3 separate regions of the Mus musculus genome follow, and regions 1 and 2 are each linked to region 3. The links are chromatin contacts, called in public HiChIP or PLAC-seq maps. All regions are on one chromosome and are shown on one strand. The core of a region is the stretch at or near the end of the contact, and the rest is flanking DNA. Distances in the headings are between cores, read along the strand shown. Region 1 holds the start of Elf3 (E74-like factor 3). Region 2 holds the start of Gpr37l1 (G protein-coupled receptor 37-like 1). Region 3 has its middle 16 kb from the start of Gm41955.

Region 1 (3,916 bases), core at 900-3,399, 41 kb after region 3:
CCTAGGGGTGAAAAATACCACTTCAATGCCAGGGCCAGCCTACCCAGTCACTGCCTACCCAGACTTCAGATACTGAATGAGTATTCTAAGAACTCGATGCACTCTAGGGCACTTGGAGAAGGCAGGCTGTGGCAAGGGCAGGACTTACTTGCAGTGGAGACATCAGAGCTGCCGGGGGAGGGCGCTCCAGGGCCATAGGTACTGCAGTAGTAGGGACTGGCCTGGCGGCCATCATCCAGGAGTTCCTGGGCAAAAGGACTTCCCTGATCTGAGAAAAGAAGTTAAGAGCTTAGAGAGGCCCAGGATACCAGCAAGGACAGGCACGACCCTCCAGGGACCACAGAAATGACTATGGACTTATTTTCAAGTTGGGAGAGAATATCTCTAGCACTCTGGAGGAGTTACAGATGGGACAAGACAAGCTAGGGAGGAAAAAGGGAGAAAATGGGTTCTCACCAAAGGGGCCCGAGTCGCCTAGGCTCTCTTGGAAGGACATGCCATCCTTCTCCAGCAGCTCGATGATCCAGCTGAGTTCATCAGAAGAGTTGGAGGCTGGCGGAGGCAGGGAGGGAGAGCGTCACTGACCATGGTTCCGGCAGGGGCTCGATGGCTGCACCCTCCTGCCCAAGTCCCAGCCACCTCGCTCACTCTCTAGGCCCTGTGGCTCCCAGCCTAGACTTACTGAGGTCCCGAAGCTGGGCATGGAGCTGGTCTCCCAGAGGTCCAAAGACTAGCCGCAGCTCCTCCAGCGCACAGCTGCAGAGGGTGGCTCCGTCCATGTCGCAGCGGGAGAAGTCGATGGAGCTGGCGTCATACTTGTTCTTCTCCACTTGGTAGCTGATCCACTCCAGAACCTGGGTCTTCGACCAGAACTGGGGCCGCTCGCTAGTCCAGCTTGCCTTCTCTGCAAGGTGGAGTACAGCCAGAGGATCAGTCCTGTCCCTTTGGGATCTTGTCTGAGGTCCTACACAACCCGAGGAGGGGCGGAGAGGGACAGATACATATCCACAATCACAACATGGCTAGTTCTCAAGTTCATCCTCCCTTAATCTGTCACCACAGTTCTTATATTCCCACCACCTCAGCCACTACAGTCTTCTCGGGACTAGGAACACAGTCTAGCATAAATAAGGTCTTGTTTGGGTTCTTTCCCCAGTACTACACAAACATATGAATGAATAAATCCTCCCCAGCCACTAACTCCAGGATACCCTTCCTCCCTGTCCATTTATCATCTAAGAGCCTCTCAGATCATTGGTGTCCTGTCTGTAAAGATTTTACACAGCACTCACCTGGACCTTCCAGTGTCATCTGTTGGTTGTTCAGGGTCAACACCAAGTCTTCAGTGCCAAAGGTAGTCGGAGGAGCAGGAGCCAGGGTGGGGTCTTCTGAGCTGTACATGGCGTTGAAGTAGTTACTAAAAACGTTGCTGATCTCACAGGTGGCAGCCATGAGGGCCCCTGGGAAGAGGAGACAAGGTGGGGAGGGTACAGGTCAGGGTACACTTCCATTTCTGTCTGGCAAAGCCTGGGCAGCAACAGCCGAGAGGCAGGAAGTTCAGTGTTGCTGTAGACATTCTCTCTTCAACACCCCCCCCCTCCACCACACACACACAAACACACACACACCACCACCACCACCACCACCACCACCACCACCACCACCATCACCACCAAGAGCCAGCTACTTGGGGAAGCTGAGGTTGGATGCTCTCTTGAGCCTAGAAGGGTCAGGCCAGCTGGCGCCAAACTGGGAAATTCGGCTCCGAAAAATAAAAATAATCTCAAAGCGGGTGGGACCATGATACAAATTCTTCTGGGGCTCTCTCCACAAATCACGTGGGCTCCTGAACCAAAGAAGCCACCCTGTCCCTCCAAGACACCGATCTGGTCTCTGACCAGTCCCAGAATACACCCACAGTAGCCCCAACACTCCAGCTAGGAACCTCCAAGCCTGAGTGATTAAGTTCAGAACTGTAAATCCACTGGACGGTTCCTGAAGCCAGAGTTAGGGAATGTGACCGTACCGAGGTGTGTCAGGGTTCGGTGTGGCAGGCGGGTGAGCAGGCTTCTGAGGCCACAGGAAGGGAAGAAATCTAAGCGGTCGAAGGCTCCGCAGGTAGCAGTGATGAGTGTGGCCAGGGCGCTGCCCCCACCCGCTCTAAATAGAGCAAAGCAGGAGCTCCTCCCCTCCAGGTCTTCGGCGTACGTCCCCGGTTGTAACCTGAGCTGGTGGCTCATTGGATGCTGGGGATTTCCTGGCCTTCAGACTGGGCTCCCTGTCCCAGGTGATTTGCATATTCCGTGCCACTTGGCCCAGATCCTAGCAGGCGGTGCTGGGAAATCAGGCCTGGCTGGTTTAATGATTGTCAGAATCTGTCATTCCGCACCCTCTGGGGTTGGGCCCTGGGTACTGAACTGGGCAGGTGGCGGGAACATTGCAGGGGTGGGCATCTGTGCCTTAGGCTGCCCTCTGGCCCTGGAAATTCTTCCTGGGGGCCTGGCCAGGGCTGAACTGGGGAGGAGAAAGCAAGGCAAGGAATCTGAACCGGTGGCTGGGTCAAGACTGATGCTTCCAACTGTCTAGAGGTCTAGAGACAAGAAGGGCCTGGTGAAAGTTACCGAGGCTAAGGGGTTTCCTCCACAACACCCAGAAGCTGGGATTCTGAAAGCGGCTAGGCAACACACTGGGCAACATTCACGGTCCAGTGGTGGTTTGGGTCTGATAGTCTGTCTAGTCAGCTACAGAGACCATTTGCTGGCACTTTGCCTGTCTGGAGCCCACCCAAACGCGATGGTTGCTGAAGCGGTAGAGATCAGACACTACTTCAAGTCTTCCCTTGGTGCCTGTGGCGCTCTCCTCGCCTAGGGTCGGCTGGCGGTGCTGTTTGGTTTATCCGCGAGTCTGGTCTGCTCCTGATTACCCTTCTCTCCGCCCACTCCATTAGTATCTGCCTGCTGCCCTCTAGTGGTCAGAAGCCCAACATTTGAGTCATTACAAAGACAAACAGGATGCACATGTTAATTTACTGTTTACCGGGGCCCTTAAAAAACAAAAACAAATTGGGGTGGAGGAGGGCAGCGCACATCTTTAATCCCAGCACTCCTGAAGTAGAGGTAGAAGGATTTCTGAGTTCGAGGCCAGCCTTGTCTACAGAGTGAGTTCCAGGACAGCCAGGGCTACACAGAGAAACTCTGTCTTGAAAAACTAAAACTACAGAACAAAATCCCTCTGGAGATGCAGGAAATTGAACCCAGAGCTTCTTATGCAAGCATTCTACAAATGGGTTCTAGTCCCAGGATTCTGTTCATTTTTGAAACTTTGTCTAGCTACATATACCAGGCTGGCCTCAAACTCAAGAGACAGGCTCTAGAGATGGGTTAAAGGGTAACTACCCAGACCAACACCAGAAACCTTTTTAATATAACTATCCTCATCCAAAAACATCCAATAAGCAATGTGGGGCTGCTGAGATAGCTCAGTGGATAAGGATACCTGCTGCTAAGGATGCTATGGATGGACCCGTGTTCCATCCATACATGATAAAAGGAGAAAACTGACTCCTGTAATGTGGTACTCTGACCTTTATGTGCAAGTGTACACACACATACACACTAAACAAACAAGATATACACACACACACACACATATACACACACACATGTTTGCATCTTTTTTGAGACATGGTCTTTACATAGTTCTAGCTATCCTGGGACTTACTATGTGGCTAGCCTCCAACTCAGAACTCTACCTACCTCTGCCTCCCCAGTACTGGGATTAAAGGCACGCCCACTATGCCTGGCTGTAAGCATGGTTTTAAAAATATTTTTAAAAAGCACTGTTGGACACATGTGGAGATGCATCCCTTTAATCTCTCAACTCCCAAGGCAAGTGGACCTCTGCGAGCTGAAGGCCA
Region 2 (3,674 bases), core at 788-3,287, 50 kb before region 3:
CAAAAAAAAAATTTGAAGCTAGCCTGAGCTACAGGACATACACACACACACACACATCCACACATCCACATCCACACCCAAATACATACACACACACACACACACACACACACACACACACACACACACACACACACACACACACACAAATTAATAAATAAACAAGGAAAGAAATACTAGGCCAAGGCAAAGAATCACTGTAAATTTGAGGCCAGCCTGGTCTACACAGTGTGTACCACATCAGCTGAGCTATAGAGTGAACTCTTGTCTTTAAAAAAAATTAAGAGAATGAGAAAGAGAGAGAGAGAGAGAGAAAGCTGGCCGCTGTTTGGTACTATCATTGATAGAACAGCCCTCACGCATGGGTAGATGTGTGCAGTGATTTGATTAAGCTGTCTCCCTGTGGTCCACACAGCCATTTTCACCCATGTGCTTATCTTAACAAGAAAGTCCCCATTCAAGGGGGTTCAGCACTATACTTCAGAATTATAGAGCAAACCAGCTAGAAAGGTCATCTGGTCTACCCTCCATGCTAAGGAAGCAGGAGAAGAGATGAGATATGTCCAGCAACAAGCAAAATACAGTGACAGAGCTGACACTACTGTTTCTATAAGTACCCAGAAGTAGGACTTGCCTCTCAGAGAGGCCTTAGGAGGACAGTAATGGAGATGACCTTGAAGGAAGGTGACAATAATCTCAATGAGAAAAGGAAGAAGGGCCTGTCCTGGTGTTTGCATCCACAGGGAATAAACACAGACTCAACCTGGGGTGTTAGTAAGAAATTGCTAGGATGTTGGGATACCAAAGGGTTAAAAACAGGAGCCATGGGTACAAGGCAGGTGGCAAGAGACACAGTAAAAGAAAAAAGGAGACCCCCAAAGACTTGGGGGTCAGGGGAACCACCCATCAGAGACAGACAGCTCAGAATTTTCTCTAGAAAAGGGTGAGTCCTCTGTGCAGCTACTCCAAAAGAAGAAGACCGGGTTGGTCCCAAGCCAGTGGTCTTGTACACCTGCCTGTTCATCTGGCTTGACTTGCTTTCCTGAGAGCTACCAGAAGCCAATATTGAGTTTGTCTCCCTCCCTGATAGGGTTTGTCTCCTTCCCCAATGACACAGAGAAAACTGGAAATGCCAGCGTGCTGGGATTATACACACCTACAGATCTTTGCAGACACTGGAGCCCCTTCCCTGGTTTTAGCCTATAATTAGGCTATAGAAAGACATACTCACCTCCATGAAGGGCACTGCCCGGCAAGAAACATCCCCGAGTAGCCTTTGCTTGGTAATCTCATTGAAGATGACAATTGGGAGGCAGAAGAAGAGGACCAGGAAATCCCAGAGAGCCAGGCTGGCAAGGATAGAGTTCCAGGCACTCTTCAAGTAGTAGCTGTGCCACACAATGCACATGACAGACAGATTGCCAACGATACCCACAGCAAACACCACCAGAGCCAGGAGCATGATGGCGTAGGCGCTGTAGGAGCTCTCGGTCACCGGATACAGGGGGTTCTGAATCTGCAGCCTCTGACTTGGCGTCCCGGTCAGGTTGACCCTCAGCTCTTGTCCATTACCTGGGGTGGCCCCATCCTTGTCTGGGTTGGGGCTAGTGGCCTCCAAAGTCTTGGTGGGCTGCAGGCCAGCAGGATGGATGGGCTTGGGATATTCAGCCCACTCCTCGGGTACATAGTGCTGTACCTCCTTGGGCCCCTCGTCCTTGGTGCCTCTTCGGGGTCGACTCTGCTGCTCCTGGACCTTGGCTCTATGCCCACCTAAAGATGAGGTGGCAGCCCCAGAGACCCCACTCAGCCCCACAGTCAACACTACAACAAGAGACACAGCCAGGGGCCACAGCCACCGCATGGCCAGGAAAGCAGGGCACAGCTGCCTCGGAGAGGTGAGGGTGAGGGGACCTAAGGGCTGCGTGGAATTAAGAGAGGCAGCTGGCAGCTGGGTCCGCCTCCAGTCAGGCGTCTGGCATGGATGGCCCTTCCTCCCATCCTGTTGGCCATGGTCTAGCCAGGGCCCTCTGCTGGACACTGAGCTGTCTGTCCTGGCCGCACACATTGCATTCCCGACCACATCCGTTTTCAGGCTCTGAGACCACAGCGGGGCAGATTGAGGATCCCTCGAGGGACCTGCTCCAATCACTGCAACCGGGGAAATGAGGTTTTCAGGTGATGGAGAGGCAGACTATAATTGGAGCATAGATCTCCCAGTTCTACCCAGTTCTAAGGCAGATCCTACATTCAAAACAGAAAGATAGGCTCGGTATGGTGACTATGGCCTGTAATCCCAGCCCTTGGGAAGTTGAGACGGGGGACAGAGTTCAAGGCCAGCTTGGGCTACATAGCAAGATCCTGGTTTTGCGCCTTTTTTTTTTTTTTAATTTGCCAAGGTCAAAACTTGAATTATAATAATTGCCAAAACTATTGGATTCATGGGTAGGTGTACCATTCTTCTGGAGTTTGTTTGTTTATTTGTTTGTTTGTCTGTTTTAAAGTCAGGGTCTCTATGTAGCCCTGGCTGTCCTGAAACTCACTCTATAAACCAGGCTGTCCTCGAACTCAGAGATCCATCTGCCTCTGCCTCCTGACCACTAGGATTAAAGATGCAAGCCACCAACATCTATCAGCTGGGTTCTTGACGGTTCTTTTTTTTTTTTTTTAAGATTTATTTTTATTTATTTATTTATTTATTTATTTATTTATTTATTTATTTATTATATGAAATGAAAGTACATTGTAGCTGTCTTCAGACACTCCAGAAGAGGGAGTCAGATCTCGTTACGGATGGTTGTGAGCCACCATGTGGTTGCTGGGATTTGAACTCTGGACCTTCGGAAGAGCAGTCGGGTGCTCTTACCCACTGAGCCATCTCACCAGCCCTCTTGACGGTTCTTAATATGTTTCGTGGGGCAGTGCTGTTGTGATCTCAAGTTCAAATTTTAAGATTTGTGGTAGTCTTAATAACTATGTAGTTGACACAAGTTCAAACATGGAGTTGACTCCATAGCCTTTGAACTCAATGCTGGTCTCAGCAGGCAAGAGCCCATTCCTTGCCTTCTAGCCACACAGACTCCCAAAGGAAAGCAGCTACAAGGAAAAATTCCAAACACGACACTCTAGGATGGCGGCATATCTTAGTGGGAGTCCTCGCCTAGCATGTTTGAGGCCCTGGGTTTTGTCTCCAGCACTGGAACTACATGAAAACAAAACCAATAATAATAATAATAATAATAATATGAAATTAAAATTATGAAAGTGTGGTCAAGAGAAAGGAAATAGAGATGTAAATCAATGATTACACCTTGGCCTGGCAGATGCAGTGAAAGGCGGGGTCAAGGTACAGGGCAGAGTCCGAGGATCCTGGGGCTGTCTGGAAGGCTGGAAGTTCTCTGAAGCAAAACGACTTTGGAGTGAAGCCTTAAAGGCTCCTAAGAGATGGACAGAAAGATGCTCCAGGCAGAAGATACAGCACACAAATGGCAGGGTCCTGAAAGTGGGTGGTGTTCCTGCCAGACAGCAATAATTCACAGGAGGATGGGATGCTAGGGAAATGGAGAGCAGGGCAATGGGGTTGGGGCAAGAATCACCAGATAAAGGAGCAAGAAGGCTTTTGTATGCTAGACCAAGGAGTTCAGACACTGTGGTGCGCACCTTTAATCCCAGCACTT
Region 3 (3,953 bases), core at 857-3,356:
GGTGCCAGGTGCAGCTATGGTACGTGTGCACACATGCAGACAAAACTCTCAATAAGTTTTGTTTGTTTTTTTGTTTTCTTTAGACAGGGTTTCTCCATGTTGTCCTGGCTGTTCTAGAAGTCACTCTGTAGCCCAGGCTACTCTGTGGCCTCAAAACTCACAGAGATCCACCTGCTTCTGCCTCCCAAGTGCTGGGACTAAAGGCATGCATCACCACCGCCTGGCAAACATAATTTTTTTAAATAAAAAAATAAGATAAAATAAATGGACTGGGGAGATGGCTCCGCTGCTCAGTCAGTGATGTGCACCATTAAGGGCTTGTGTCAGTGTGAAGACCTGAGTTCACACAAAGGCCGGGGGTAGTGACTGACCTGTGCTTGTAATGCCAAACCCAGGGAGCCTGAACCTGACACCGACAGAAAGAGAGTATATGTTAAAGGGATGCTCCAGAAAGAACCAAACGACAACGAGATAGAAAATGGGTTAGAGAAACTGAATCGACATTTTGAAGAGACAAATGACACACCTATGAAAAATAGGGGTGTTTAAAAGGGGGAAATAAGGCAGGCTTGGTGGTGCACACCTTTAATGTCAGCAGTTGGGAGACAGAGGCAGACAGATTCTGTGATTTCAAACCCAGACTGGTCTATAAATTGAGTTCCAGGATAGCCAAAGCTACACAGAGAAACTACATAGTAAGACCCCCGTCTCAAAATGTTTTTGTTGTTTTTGAAAAAAGGGTGGGGATCAAAGTAAAGGAGACATCACTGAACTAAGTCAAGAAAATATCCCCAGACTGATCGGAAATAGCCTTCAAATTCCAGGGTGACAGGACATAGCAAGAACCAAAGCGGTGTTTGGAAACCAAAGTGTCACAGGTACAAGTGACACAACTGAAGCAAGAATAAATCAAATAGTCCTGTACCTTATAGAAAGAGAGAGAACAAATCCCATGATCAAAACTGTGGCCAGGGATAGTGGCGTACACCATTAAGCCCAGCATTTAGGAGGCCCAGGCAAGTGGATCTCTATAAATCCAAAAGACAGCCTGGTTCGTCTGACCAGCCAGGGCTATATAGTGAGACCCTATGTCAAAAATAAAAGAATAGTGTTGTGTGTGGTAGCACATGCACTCCAGCACTTGGGAGGCAGAGACAGGTGGATCTCTGTGAGTTCGAGACCAGCTTGGTCTACAGAGCAAGTTCCAGGAACCAGACTCTGGCTGTGGACAAAGCAGGGAGTCCTCTTACCCACTGAGCCATCTCTCTAGCCCCATATTTCCCCCTTTTAAACACCCCTATTCTTCATAAACTTGTCATTTGTCTCTCCAAAATGAATACTCAGATTCTCTTATCCTGTTTTTCTTTTCATTGTCTCCTACACAGAGAAACTTGTCTCAAGCAAACAAAGAAAGAGAATCGATGTCTGTTTTAGCTTTGGCTTCAGTATGAAGAAGTACTCTAAACAAACAAACAAACAAACAAACAGTTAAGAGCATGAACATATGTGTGCTTGGGGCTACTGTACAGCACTGGCCTTGCATACATACATGGAGCCCAGGGTTCCATTTTCAACACTAAAACATGGAAAAAACCTAAGGCCCTCCAGAGGTGTTTGTTGAGAGAATACAGATGTTGATTTTCTATTTGTGTCTGGAGGCCTCAGGGTACCCACTTCCAGCCTGAAGAACCTCTGGCCTAAAGAGGACAACCAGAACTTTTGCTTTCTCTTCTTTCTCTTTCCACTCCTGCCCCTGGAATTGGCTTGGGGTTCAACCCGAATTTTTGTTCTCTCCTTGTTGAACTGATCCCTGCAGTATAGATTTTCTTCTCTGCAAAAAGGACCGTGGGGAAAGATACCAGAAAAGGCAGTTTCACCTGGTCCCCACCTGCCCTCACTCCTCCTACTGGGATGTTTCCAGAAGGCTCTCAGGGCCCTGTGCTCCCCCAACTAATCGTTTTCATCGGTCCCTTGGGGAGCCTGTCTCCTGGGATAATCGAAAGCAGACCGGAGCAGGAACACTGGTCAGCAGCCCCACCCTGTGCAGTCACAGTTGCTGCAGCCTCAATGACAACCCAGCTGAACCCTTTGTTGGGTTCGTGACTTCAATCTATTTGCAGAGCGCTGGCACCCTGCGCAGCTGACAGAGCCCCATTCACTGGCCCGGGACTCACAGGACCACACCCGCCCACACACAAATGAGAGCAGTTCAGGTTACATCAACCTTGGAACCCATGGCTACAAAGGAGGTTGGGAACTGGGTAGCAGGGCCGCACCCCACCCCCCAGGTTGCTTGGGTGGCTGAAAAACACAGTTTGGCCTATTCTAAATCTCTGGAGTAGCAAAAGCATACGGCGGCCCTGGTTGTCTAAGATATCAGCAGGCAGGGGACAGTCCCACTCACTTTCCCCCAGGGTCCATGGTACAGTGTCACACCAAGCCTGGGACTTGTCTACACTTGTCCTGTGCACCTAAGTCTAGCTTTAGTGCTAGGCTTAGCTCTTCTCTACTATGATGCTCTGGCCTACGGATGCTGTTGCAGACAGCCTTAGCAACTGCAAGGAGTTTTTGGAATCTTTGAGCAAGGTTACCAAGGTGATCCTCACCTGGGCCCAACTTGGCATCACCTTCCTCCCTTTGACCCTTTGACCCTGTGGCAGGTACCTTGGTGTCCTCTGCCTCACTGTTTATTTTTCAGCAGAGCCCTTTGGCTTCACTGCCCAGATATAATCCTATTATATACCATTTTTCACTATCATGACTATACTATCCAAGTCCAATGTAAAGATGGCTTACCAAGGCTTGGGACATAACTCATTTGGTACATGCTAACACAGTAAGTGTGGAGCTCAGGGTTTGATCTATTGTACCACATAAATAGGGTGTGATCCATGCCTGTAATCACAACACACAGAAGGTGAAGACAGAAGGGCCAGAAATTCAAAGTCACCCGCAGTTCCAGGCCACCCTCACCCCACCCCCACCCCCCCAAACTCAAAAACTTCCCTGAAAACTTCCCCAAAATGACTTAGAAGCCAGACATGGCACTATAGCAGGACATCCCTATATAGTCTTAGCACTTGAAAAGCTGACAAAAGATGATCAGGTTCAGCCTGGGCTATATGTAGTGACAACCTATCTCAATGGAAAACAGACCAAACCAAACAGCAGCAGCAGCAGCAGCAACAACAACAACAACAGCAACAACAACAACAACTACAAAACGAAACAACAAAAAAGAAAGAAAGAAAGAAAGAAAGAAAGAAAGAAAGAAAGAAAGAAAGAAAGAAAGAAAGGAAGGAAGAAAGGAAAGAAGGAAGGAAGGAAGGAAGGAAGGAAGGAAGAAAGAAAGAAAGAAAGAAAGAAAGAAAGAAAGAAAGAAAGAAAGAAAGAAAGAAAGAAAGAAAGAAAGAAGGAAAAGGAAAAACTCAACTCACAAAAAGCAGATGTATTCCCTGATCTAAACTATGGACCCTTTTTTAAAGTTTAATTTACTTTCATTTTATGTGGGTGAGTGTTTGGTTTAGTTTGTTTTGGTTTTTCTTTCTTTTTTAAATCACATTATTTTTTTAAGAATTATTTATTTATTTTATTTATATGAGCACACCGTTGCTGTCTTCAGACACACCAGAAGAGGGCATCTATCCCTTTACAGATAGTTGTGAGCCACTATGTGGTTGCTAGGAATTGAACTCAGGACCTCTGGAAGAGCAGTCAGTGCTCTTAACCATGGAGCCATCTCTCCAGCCCCCTGTTTTGGTTTTTCAAGACAGGGTCTCTCTGTGTAACCCATACTGTCCTGGAACTAGCTCTGTAGACCAGGCTGGCCTCGAACTTAGAGATTCACCTGCATCTGCCGCCCGAGTGCTGGGATTAAAGGGGTGTGCCACACTGCCTGGTGTGTATTAGCGTTTTGCCTGTATATATGTTTGTGCATTAAATGCTCGCTCTAT

Evidence for each region. HiChIP or PLAC-seq counts read pairs in DNA pulled down with a chosen protein or histone mark.
Region 1: an H3K27ac HiChIP or PLAC-seq map of embryonic stem cells shows a contact between it and region 3, with 27 read pairs. The contact joins the promoter of Elf3 here to the enhancer-like site in region 3. A contact is called at or near these places in 1 of 15 datasets of contacts at CTCF or cohesin (the NIH/3T3 cell line), 20 of 484 Hi-C or Micro-C datasets (8-cell embryo, the G1E-ER4 cell line, embryonic fibroblasts and 8 more), 17 of 115 datasets of contacts at active chromatin or transcription factors (T-cell acute lymphoblastic leukemia, craniofacial prominence, embryonic hindbrain and 8 more) and 4 of 9 other capture datasets (adipose tissue, liver, macrophages and 1 more).
Region 2: an H3K27ac HiChIP or PLAC-seq map of embryonic stem cells shows a contact between it and region 3, with 9 read pairs. The contact joins the promoter of Gpr37l1 here to the enhancer-like site in region 3. A contact is called at or near these places in 5 of 39 promoter capture datasets (the 3T3-L1 cell line, the HPC-7 cell line, embryonic stem cells and 2 more), 14 of 484 Hi-C or Micro-C datasets (the G1E-ER4 cell line, embryonic stem cells, epidermal suprabasal cells and 5 more), 5 of 115 datasets of contacts at active chromatin or transcription factors (embryonic stem cells, extraembryonic endoderm stem cells and pancreatic cancer cells) and 4 of 9 other capture datasets (adipose tissue, embryonic stem cells, liver and 1 more).

Annotation. Positions count from the first base shown.
Region 1 is chr1:135,256,323-135,260,238 of GRCm38.p6, forward strand. Elf3 (E74-like factor 3) reads right to left here and starts at 2,150. Exons shown (of 9, transcript NM_007921.3): 1 at 2,027-2,150; 2 at 1,293-1,460; 3 at 683-904; 4 at 457-552; 5 at 149-268; 6 at 1. The coding sequence starts at 1,452.
Region 2 is chr1:135,165,644-135,169,317 of GRCm38.p6, forward strand. Gpr37l1 (G protein-coupled receptor 37-like 1) reads right to left here and starts at 2,038. Exons shown (of 2, transcript NM_134438.3): 1 at 1,232-2,038. The coding sequence starts at 1,861.
Region 3 is chr1:135,215,660-135,219,612 of GRCm38.p6, forward strand. No RefSeq gene overlaps it. Among named protein-coding and RNA genes, the nearest start is that of Gm41955, 16 kb to the left of the region's middle. Within about 2 kb of position 2,107, at least 35 of the 459 cell types and tissues checked have an H3K27ac peak or open chromatin away from gene starts, as enhancers often do. A contact at or near this core is called in embryonic stem cells, extraembryonic endoderm stem cells, intestinal crypt epithelium and 1 more, where this site is marked.